Regions from separate parts of the Mus musculus genome. Here regions 1 and 2 are each linked to region 3. Evidence: chromatin contacts called from public Micro-C and promoter capture Hi-C data. All regions are on one chromosome and are shown on one strand. The core of a region is the stretch at or near the end of the contact, and the rest is flanking DNA. Distances in the headings are between cores, read along the strand shown. Region 1 has its middle 6.4 kb from the start of Gm45623. Region 2 holds the start of Cxcl14 (chemokine (C-X-C motif) ligand 14). Region 3 holds the start of Fbxl21 (F-box and leucine-rich repeat protein 21).

Region 1 (3,024 bases), core at 470-2,969, 230 kb after region 3:
TCCCAAACAACCTGCTCACTCAGCCTGTACAATGCCACCTACATGCCTGCCTTCAGGGCTGGCAACCTGGCCCTAGATGACCCATCTGTGCTCCTCTCCAGTAAGACCCTCTTGTGCCTTCAGTATTGCCCGGTTTCCTGTAGTTCCGTGTGTGGGGCTAGGGCCTCTGGGTCTTTCACCTGTCCTCTTTGACATGTCCTTGTCATTTTTCAGCTCCTGTTTAGGTACTCATTCTGGTGAGAGTTTTATGAGTGTAGCAGTTGGTGCAATAACTAAGGAAATGAGTGAGGAGAATTCTCACACCAAAAATCTACCATATGACCCAGCTAGACCACTCCTCCAGGTGTGCCCCAAAGACTCAGCAGATACATGCTCAGCACGTTCATTGGTACTCTCTTTGCAATAGCTAGGAAATAGAAATGACCTAAATGACCTTCAGCTGATGACTGGATGAAGAAAATGTGGTACATAGACACTATGGAAGGCATTCCACTCTGAAGGAAACCAGGAGCTTTCCAAGGAGATGGGTGGAACTAGAAACAGTCATACTGAATAGATAAATCTAGACCCAGAAGTAGAAATGTCACATTTCACTCTTATTTGAGGCTCCTGGTTCCAGATCTTCAGCTAGAGCATATACTGGAGTAACTGTAGAAACCAGGAAAGTAAAGGGGGGGGCATTGACATTGTTGGGGGAGCAATAGGGAGAGAAACAGGTGCAAGTGATCTGATTGTGAAGGCGGTGCTCTGAGAGGGGAGGAAAAAGGGAGATTAAATACAGAAGGAGAGAGGAGACTAAAATAATAGTAAAGACCATACTATTATCTACCTTAGAAACGTATGGCATGTAAACCTGGGTATAACTACATAGTTTAAATAAAATTCTCTCATCTGGGATGCTAGTGCTCTTTCCAAGAGCAAAAGGCCATCTGAGAGCAGCACAATGCAGGAGAGCTGTTCAGGGTTGTCCACGAGACTTCTAGAACATTCCAGGCTATTGCTGTGTCAGCACTTGGGATTTCTGTGATGACAGACCTGCATCCCTGCTGGAGCAGTTCCCAAAAACGATGAAGTCTGCAGTCTGACATGTTGACAGAACACTGAAGTCTGGTCTGATTATAATACTAGGGTTCACCTTCTAAGTTATGTAATGGGGACAATTTTTAGTTAAATTGATTCGAGTTCAACATCATCAGATCTCATCACCCAAATTTCCCAAAGGAAATTCAGTTAAGAAATTAGAGCGGGTAGATCTCTTCTTTCTCATGGAACCCTTGGGCCATGGTATGACAGGTACCTGCAGCTGCTGCCTCGGCAGACCCGACTGTTGCTCGGCTGACCTATAAAGTCAACAGTGCAGCTGGTGTTTCTGCCTGTTGACAGTTGGTGCTCTCTCAGAAAGGGGTGCAGTTTCCTTGATGTGTTTGAAGACAGAAAATCAGAAGAGACATGAACTATTTTAGAGCCCAGGGTTGAATGTGCTCCAATCTGTGTAATCTGCTTTACACCATGAGGGTCCTTCCCCAACTGTTGCGTGTGGGGAAGGCCTTTCATGGCTGGCGCTCATGTGGGCTGCCCCAGAGGACACCTCTAGAACCTAGAAAGTTAAAGTGAAGCTTCTGTGGACGATAAAGAGCGAGAGGACCTGGATAGTGTTTGTGCAGCTCACAGTTGTGTCAACATTAGTTCAGAAGGGTAATTAACAGCAAACATCCCACACTTAATCTCCTCACACGTCTGTGAAGTTTTTCATTAACTTAGAACTGGTTAGGCCACCTGAGTGTTGCCAACAAAGGTGGAGAGAAATGCAAACACAGACGAAATGAACTGGATGCCAGAGAGAATGCTTTGGTGAAATTACCCTGCATCGTCTGCTTAGGGACAGGCAGGACCTTACCTCTGCCCAGTGCTGCACAACTTGGTTCCTTTCCCCAGCCTGTCTCTTCTGACCTTGAGCAACGTAATCCAGCCAATATTTGAGAACGGTTACGTGTCATGCTGTGGATATACAGATAAAATAAATTCTTTTCCTGTTCATTTTCATTCTCAATGGAGGCGGCAGACAAGGGAAATAAAATGTCCGTTCACTGGTAAGTTCTGAGGAGGAAATGGGAAGTGAGTGGGGGCGGGGGGAGTCACAACCGTAGATGTCACAGCCAGGGAAGATCTCAGTGGAAAGCTAAGTTTGGGTTCAAGTCCAGGAAGAGGTGAGGAAGTTGGTTGAACGTTCCCATGCCAGGCCATTGAGAAGGCATGGGAGCGACAGTTCCAAGATCCCTTCTTTCCTGCAGGAAGTAGAGTGTTGGAAGCAAAATTAGGACCATGTACTAATATAAAACTGTGCTCCGTCTCCAAGGGAGAAAATAATAATAATAACTCAAGTGTTACATCCACAGAGACGAGAAAAGCTAGTTGTTAACACTGGATTACCACCTTTGGGGAACAGGCTGCTTGGAGACCCAGTCTATAAGGAAGAGTTTCGACCCCGTATTTTCTAAGATACAGGTTTAAGGCACAAAGTCAATGAATATGCAGAGGCCAACCTCACCTTAAACCCTAGCTGTTTCCCCAGTATAATTAACAAATGCCCACTGGATGCTTGTTTGGTGTCTTTAAAAGAAATGCTAGGCATCGTAGAGGAAGTGGTGAGCAGGGTAGATGTCTTCATATGACTGCACGCACTTGTGGGGGAAGAGACAGGCTAATTACAGTCATGACGTTGCTCTTGCTAGGGACGTAAGAAAGGTGGGAACTGGAGTCTGGAGGTGAGGTCAAAGACACTGAGTTTGAAATGACCACCCTTTCGGAATGTAGAGTGAGGTGAGAAGCCGGAAGCAGACACAGGGAAATGGGCAGCCTGTGCTTTCTGCAGTTCACCCTGTTCAGCCGAGTTCATCTCCCCAATGGCTGGGCTAGCCAAGAATATAACTTATCAGTCTGGGGAGCTCAAACAAGTTCTGACAAAGATTAGAAATCAGAAGTATGGGACGGCATTAGCCAGAGGGAAGAGAAAGCAGCTTAATG
Region 2 (3,081 bases), core at 382-2,881, 230 kb before region 3:
GGGAAAGGATGTTAATTGTGAAGCTCATGACTCGGGTCAGCTCAGGCCCTGTGGCTCTCTGAGTTCCCTGAGCTTCAGCGGATGGAGGTGGTGAGGTGCCGGGTGGGGGGTGTGCCCTTCCTTCACAGACGCTGCGTGAAGGCCTTTGGGCAAGCAAGGGCAGCCGGTGGAAGGCACTTGCCCAGACCGAGAATAAAGTGTGTCCTGTTTCTGGGGGAGGGGAAGAGGGGCCAATGGTCCATGGCAAATATTTGGGAGCTGTTTTGCCAAGGGCTGCCTTCCTGGCCAAGAGTGTATTGATGGGAAAACGGCAGCGCTGGCTTCAAGTAGTTAATTGGGAAGGCTGAGGCGCAAGGAAACTCAGTGTTCTCTCTCTGCCCCAGTTTTTAAGACTTTGCCGGCATCCCCACTAAGCAGGCTGCGGTGGTGGCATGGCACATTAACCCCAGCAGAGCCCTTTCTCCAACATTGTTCAGATGCACGGACCCACAAGGCAGAAGAGACAGGAGCATTCTCACATTGAAAGCCCTGGGAGCCCCAAAGTGTCCACCCGTGGGGCGCTGAAAGGAAAAGTTAACTTCTCTCTTCAGTAAGAGGAAGGCAGCCCAGCCGGCCCAACAGGCCGGGTGCGTGTCCCGAGTGGATCTGGTGAAGATGGATGTTCTAAGCGGGCGCACCAGAACCACTAACTAGCCTACAATAAACCTCGCCTGCCACTTTGAATCCTAACAAGGACAGGCTCAGAGGGACCGGCCAAAGACACCCTCATCCCCTTTCCGCAGACTCTCAGGCAATGTCCCCAGGACTTGCCAGTCGGTCTTGTCAAAGGCAGAGAGAAAGGCTGTTATCAGTCCGATCTAACCCTAGGTTGGGCTCCTCCACAGGATATGCTACCCCAGAACTCACATAACCATCTTCTCCTCGCAGTGTGGGTACTTTGGCTTCATTTCCAGCTTCTTCACGTCGCTGTAGCGGATCTTGGGCCCCTTCCGGGAACACTTACACTTGGACCCTGCGGAAGAGCGCGGCCGGGCTGCTGAGTCGCCGCCGTACAGGTCTCCGCGACCGCCCAAGGTGTCCGCCCGGGATCCACCCCCCCACCCCCCGCCCCGGGTTCCAGGATGCCTAGGTGGTGCTTGGGGTCCCTAGGACGGGGCAGGACCGCGACAGAGGGCCCTCGCGGCACTCACCGTCCACGCGCGAGGCGCACAGCGCCAGGAGCAGCAGGAGCAGCGCGGCCGCCAGGAGCCTCATGCTGGCCGGAGGGGCGCGGTGGGGAGCAGGGAGGCAAGGAGGGCGCCGGCCTGTGCGTGCGGCGGCCGGGGGATGCCGCCCGGCTTGGTTCTCGGTTTCAAGCACGCCTCTCTCTGCTCTGCTCGGCTCGCTCCAGCTACGCCCGTCGATGGGTGCTCCTGCCGTCTGTCGCGGTGCCGCGCTGCGCTTGGCGCTGGGTGCTGCGATCTCCCCACAGCTTCCCTCCGCCCACCCTGGCCTCTTTTAAATTCGCTCCTGCCCTCTCGGAGAGCGAGCTCATTAATATGCAGAACCACTCGGTGACTCACTGAGATTTCTCAATGTGGTGGGGGGAGGAGATCTCCCAGACCGCCCTGCCGCCCGCCCCGGACCCATCGCGATCCCAGCGGCGCACACTCGGAGCCACGCGCGCACACACGGACACACTCACATCCGCTACCCTCTCGCTCCACAGCACGCCCGCCTTTACGCTTGCACACCCATACCTCAGTGCCTTGGAAGAAGGTCAGGCGGGAGCACGGCCTGCTGAAGGGTGCTGCTTTTCTGTTTCCTGTGGACACTTCTCAGAACACACAGGTTTACTGTCCGAAGCCACCGAGAGACCCAGGCTTGGCTCAAATCCTAGAGTTTTCAAGCAGGTGCCAAGTGAGAATGCCAGCAGGCCCGCCCCCTGCGGTGTTGGGCTCTATTGTGCTTGCTGGGCTCGTGGTCCAAGCTCAAGGCCAGGTGGGATTAGGGGCTCATCACAGGTTAAGTCTTTGATCAAGTCACTGCTTCGCAGACTGGGGGGTGACAAGTGGTGAGGGCTAAGCAACTCCTAGGAGGGGTCTATAGTATGATGTTCATGTGTGACTATCTAGGGGCTGTGAAGAAACCGGGGTACTTGTCATATACATTCATAAGAATCTGTAGGGCCAGGTAGAGCTCAGTAGGCAGCTATGACCATGGTAACAGGAGGGAGGCCGCCCCACCTTGTGAACATTGCACCAGACGGTGGTGGATGTAATTCCACCCTACCCCTCTATTCGCCAGCACACGGCTCTCCATTAAACGGCTTCCGTTTACTCTCTGTAAACCTGTGGGTTGTCATAGTGCCCATCCAAGGCACCTGTGAGAAGGACATACGATCATACAGAGCAGTTGTCAGGATGCAGGACACCATGCTCAGACGATGGTACTTAGGGGCATCATTTTGTGTATATATTTTATTCGTCACTTTGACTGGGGCAACTTCCCTCAAATTGGTACTTTTAAGTTGTTCATTCGCCAGGGCAGAAACAGGCACAGTGAGGAAGAAACATCTCACCCAAGGTTTTAGAACCAGGAAGCAGGTGACTAAGCCAGGAGGGCCTATGGATATGTGACTGCAGAGTAGGACCACTCTACTGTCTTCAAGCCCCTGCATTCTGGTGAAGTGCTGCTTTGACCCAGTGACAGGGTCCAGGTATCTTAGGCTCACAGAGGGCTAGCCTTGGCTCCCAGACTATGGTTTGCACCTTGCTGTGTTGTTAGCCTGGAAGCTCCTAGGGGTGCGAGTACCCAGAGGGGCTTCTGGGTGGGTGGGGGAGTGGTAGTTGGCTAACTGCAGAATCTGTACTTTCTCTTTTCTTCTCTTCTGTGTGCCTCTAGGGGAAGCTGTGCTTAAAGAGCAAGCAGAACCCACACCCGCCATTTCACCTGTCCTTAAAGTCACAATGGCATTGGGACACTGGGCTCAGCAGAGGGAATGCAAGATAATTTTTGCCATTTATTACACTAAAAGATTAAAATTTGGGCTAGACCCAGGTTTAATTCCCAGCCCCGACAATTGTCTGTAATTCCAGTTCC
Region 3 (3,261 bases), core at 650-3,149:
GTAGTATGCGAATAGAATTCAGTGAAGACAGAAATGCCTGGGGAACAACCTGAAAAGATGCTGGGGACGAAAACCCCAGTAAGTGAAGCAAAGCCCCGTGGAGAGCCCCCAGAGGACCACCACAAGGAGGACAAAGGATCAGGGCAAGGACAGTGACCGTGGGATTGGTATATTCATTCAAGGACAACAATTAACATTTTTTCTAAACTGTAAGTGTAAGACGCATGATCTTTGGGACATCATGAAAAGAGGAGATCTAAAACCATGGGCACAGAATAAGGGATATTTCCTTGAAACGGAAACAGCTCCTCCAGGAAGGACTTAGGAGGGAAAGAGATGATGGCATACCTGGGAAATGGAATCTGAGCACTCAAGAGGCTCCTCCCCACTGTAGAGAAGCAGTTCACAGCTGTCATGAACCAGACTCAGACCTTCTGAGCTGCAGACAAGTCTCTCTGATTGTTGAACTACCTAGGAGCTGAGCAGAGGACTCTAGGCTTGCAACTTTCCAGTGAGTTGTCAACCCAAGTTGGGGTGGGTTTTTCAGTGATACAGCTGCTTTCTGGGGGGTGGGGTGGGGCAGGAGTTGCAAGTTTCTTGCTTTGGGTAGTGAGATGTGTAACTAGGACTCAGCGATAGTGGGTCAGAGTGGAAGTCCCAAGTCTATGCTGGTTCAAGGTGGATCTAAGCTGAAAAGCCTTCCCTGAGGAACAAGAGTGCAGAGGGGGCTCATTGAGTCTATGGATCAAAAGGAATTTCACAAAGTAGAGGCTTTGGCAAACCCAAAGGTCTAGACTGGCATATGCATCTGAATTCATAAACAATCTACAAGAGATCAAATTAGGACAAAACGGGGGGGGGGATAAAAGTCTGTCCACATCACTTGAAGGCAAATGTGGCAAGATCTGTGTCAATTGAACTCTTGAGGGAAAAGAGCTGACAGCAAGACACCACAGAAATCAATTTGTAATAAGAACTTCAAATTAATCTAAAATGTCAGGTGAGGGAGGACCATGATGGGGGAATTAGAGGAACCAAGAGGAATCTGGGGGAGACATACATCTATGGTATGTTCATTATCCTGTCTCTATGATGGTTTCAAAGGCAACAAAACCTAGGGTGTGTCCAGTATTTGTCAGTTGTACCGTGATAAAGCTGGTCATTACAAATAGAGTATGAGTGACGCTAGATGTTAACGTAGAATGCTGTGTGTGGCTTGATATTTTGAAACTTAAAAAAAAAAAAATCCATAGCTCATTGTGCATTCTTTTTGAGCTGGCAGGCTGGCAGCTCACAGGTGACCTTCTGCAGTCCTGGCCTGCAGCTCAGGACCTGAGAGGCGATCATTGCAGCTTCCAATCACGGTCCCTCAAGCATCTGCATGATGGTAGTGGGGTGTCCTTCTCAAGTTAAAACCTGGAAACTCGAACTGTTAGTTTGGGTCAAGTGGTCAGTTATTTAACTGAATATTCACTAAGCATACTGCTTATCCCTTGAGGAGCACTCACACACTGGCCCTGGGACCACCAAAGGACTTCTAGAGGCCTAGGAACCTGCATGTGCTAGGTGAGACCTCCAGCTCCAACAGAGCGGCTGGGGGCGGGGCGAGGCTACCTAGAGTCAGAGGCTCTAGAGGTGGAGCTTTTATCAGTGGGCGGGGCGCGGGCGTGCGTCAGGGTCTACCTCTCGGTGAACCCCGAACTTAAACTTAGCGTTTGGGGGCGGGGCAGAATTGACGGGGGCGGGGCATCTTTAAGAGGCAGCCACTTCCGGGGGCGAGGCTGGGGGCGGAGCGAGACTCCCGGGGGCGGGGATTCGAGAGGCTGAACACTAGCACACTGGGGCAAGGCTTCCTGGAGGGGTGTGGCGCGGGCGTGGCGCAGGCGGGGCCTGGCCTGTGATGCCCATTTAGTCTCTCACTGTCCGCGGCTTTATGCGGCGCTGGAGCCCGCCCACCTGAGAAGGTAGCTGCTGGCGTTCGTCACGCAGAGTTCTGCGCTTGACCGGCGGGCCTGCCTGGGGCTGGCTGCCCTCAGGAGCGCGTTCGGAGGTAACATTTGTGGCGCAGCACTAGGGAGCTGGCGGGGCGGGGCGAGCCGAACCGCAGGAACCCCCAGAGCTGCCTGGCCGTGGAGGCAGGAGCGAGACCTAGTCTGCTCGGAACCGAGCGTGCGGAGCCCAGCCATCCCCCCAGTCCCCGGGGGCTTTTCAGCTCTCTCACCGCTTTCAGCTAGGGTCCGGTCGACCCCAAGCCCTGTTTCTCAGGACAGTTAGGATGTAAGATAAATTGCACCGAGCAGTTTTAGGGCGGTACATTTTCAATGCCATCTGTATTCATTTTTACACTTTAAACTCTGCCCCGGGTTGGCGTCCTCTTTCTGGTCCAGTCTGGTTGCCTGGATATGGGGCAGGCTGCTCGGTGCTCATCTAGGGATGGTCTAGGTTGAGTTCTGTTCGCCTCTCTGCCATCCTCGCCTCTCAAATGGTGTTTTCAATCCAAGTGCATTTTACAAACGAGTCTTCAGATGATGCACTTAAAAATGAGATCTATCTATTCAAAAAATTGAAGTTTACTTTGTAAGTAAATATATCTTAATACCACAGAGAAGCTTGAGCTATGCCAACTTATACAGCTAATAAACCAGTACACGTAATTATGAACTACTTCAAATTTCATGATATCTCTTCATAGATATTAAGTAAAATGTGAATTTTTAGAGTGCTTTTCTGCCTGATATGTAGCCTTAGTATAGCTTCCAGTGTAACTTCTAGAGAGTGTTGTGATATTTCTACAAACTAGTTTTCATATGGGCAAAAAAACTGTTCTATTATTAATAACCTACTAATAAAATCACTTAATGTATATAACGACTTACAGATAACCTAAGCATAAAATGATTATATGCCCAAATGATGGTTTTGTGGGTTTTTTCCAAGACTGGAAGTGAAGTCAGATGGGTGTCGGTGATTACCCCATGGCAGTGTCATTTCATTGGCTCAGCAGTAACTGTAACTTGGAAGCCACCTTCAGGTAAGAAAGCCTTGAAGTGGTCCATTGCAGGGCAGTGGTGGTGCATGCCTTTAATCCCAGCACTCGGGAGGCAGAGGCAGGCAGATTTCTGAGTTAGAGGCCAACCTGGTCTACAGAGTGAGTTCCAGGCCAGCCAGGGCTACACAGAGAAACCCTGTCTCAAAGAACCAAAAACAAACAAACAAGAAGCGATCCATTTCCTTAACATGAAAAGAAATCAGGCTTTTTAA

What was found. Promoter capture Hi-C pulls out the DNA fragments that hold promoters and counts their contacts. Hi-C and Micro-C count contacts between places; a contact is called where the count stands out from the background.
Region 1: a promoter capture Hi-C map of liver shows a contact between it and region 3, with 7 times the contacts expected there. The contact joins the enhancer-like site here to the promoter of Fbxl21 in region 3. A contact is called at or near these places in 5 of 39 promoter capture datasets (3T3-L1-derived adipocytes, cranial neural crest, liver and 1 more), 7 of 115 datasets of contacts at active chromatin or transcription factors (embryonic basal ganglia, embryonic hindbrain, embryonic stem cells and 3 more) and 4 of 9 other capture datasets (adipose tissue, embryonic stem cells, liver and 1 more).
Region 2: a Micro-C map of embryonic stem cells shows a contact between it and region 3, with 2.9 times the contacts expected there. The contact joins the promoter of Cxcl14 here to the promoter of Fbxl21 in region 3. A contact is called at or near these places in 2 of 39 promoter capture datasets (cranial neural crest and hippocampal neurons), 1 of 484 Hi-C or Micro-C datasets (embryonic stem cells) and 1 of 9 other capture datasets (adipose tissue).

Annotation. Positions count from the first base shown.
Region 1 is chr13:56,745,937-56,748,960 of GRCm38.p6, forward strand. No RefSeq gene overlaps it. Among named protein-coding and RNA genes, the nearest start is that of Gm45623, 6.4 kb to the right of the region's middle. Within about 2 kb of position 1,720, at least 28 of the 459 cell types and tissues checked have an H3K27ac peak or open chromatin away from gene starts, as enhancers often do. A contact at or near this core is called in liver, where this site is marked.
Region 2 is chr13:56,294,920-56,298,000 of GRCm38.p6, forward strand. It overlaps Cxcl14 (chemokine (C-X-C motif) ligand 14), which reads right to left and starts at 1,632. Exons shown (of 4, transcript NM_019568.2): 1 at 1,191-1,632; 2 at 907-1,012. The coding sequence starts at 1,254.
Region 3 is chr13:56,520,573-56,523,833 of GRCm38.p6, forward strand. Fbxl21 (F-box and leucine-rich repeat protein 21) reads left to right here and starts at 1,900. Exons shown (of 7, transcript NM_178674.5): 1 at 1,900-2,050; 2 at 2,938-3,031.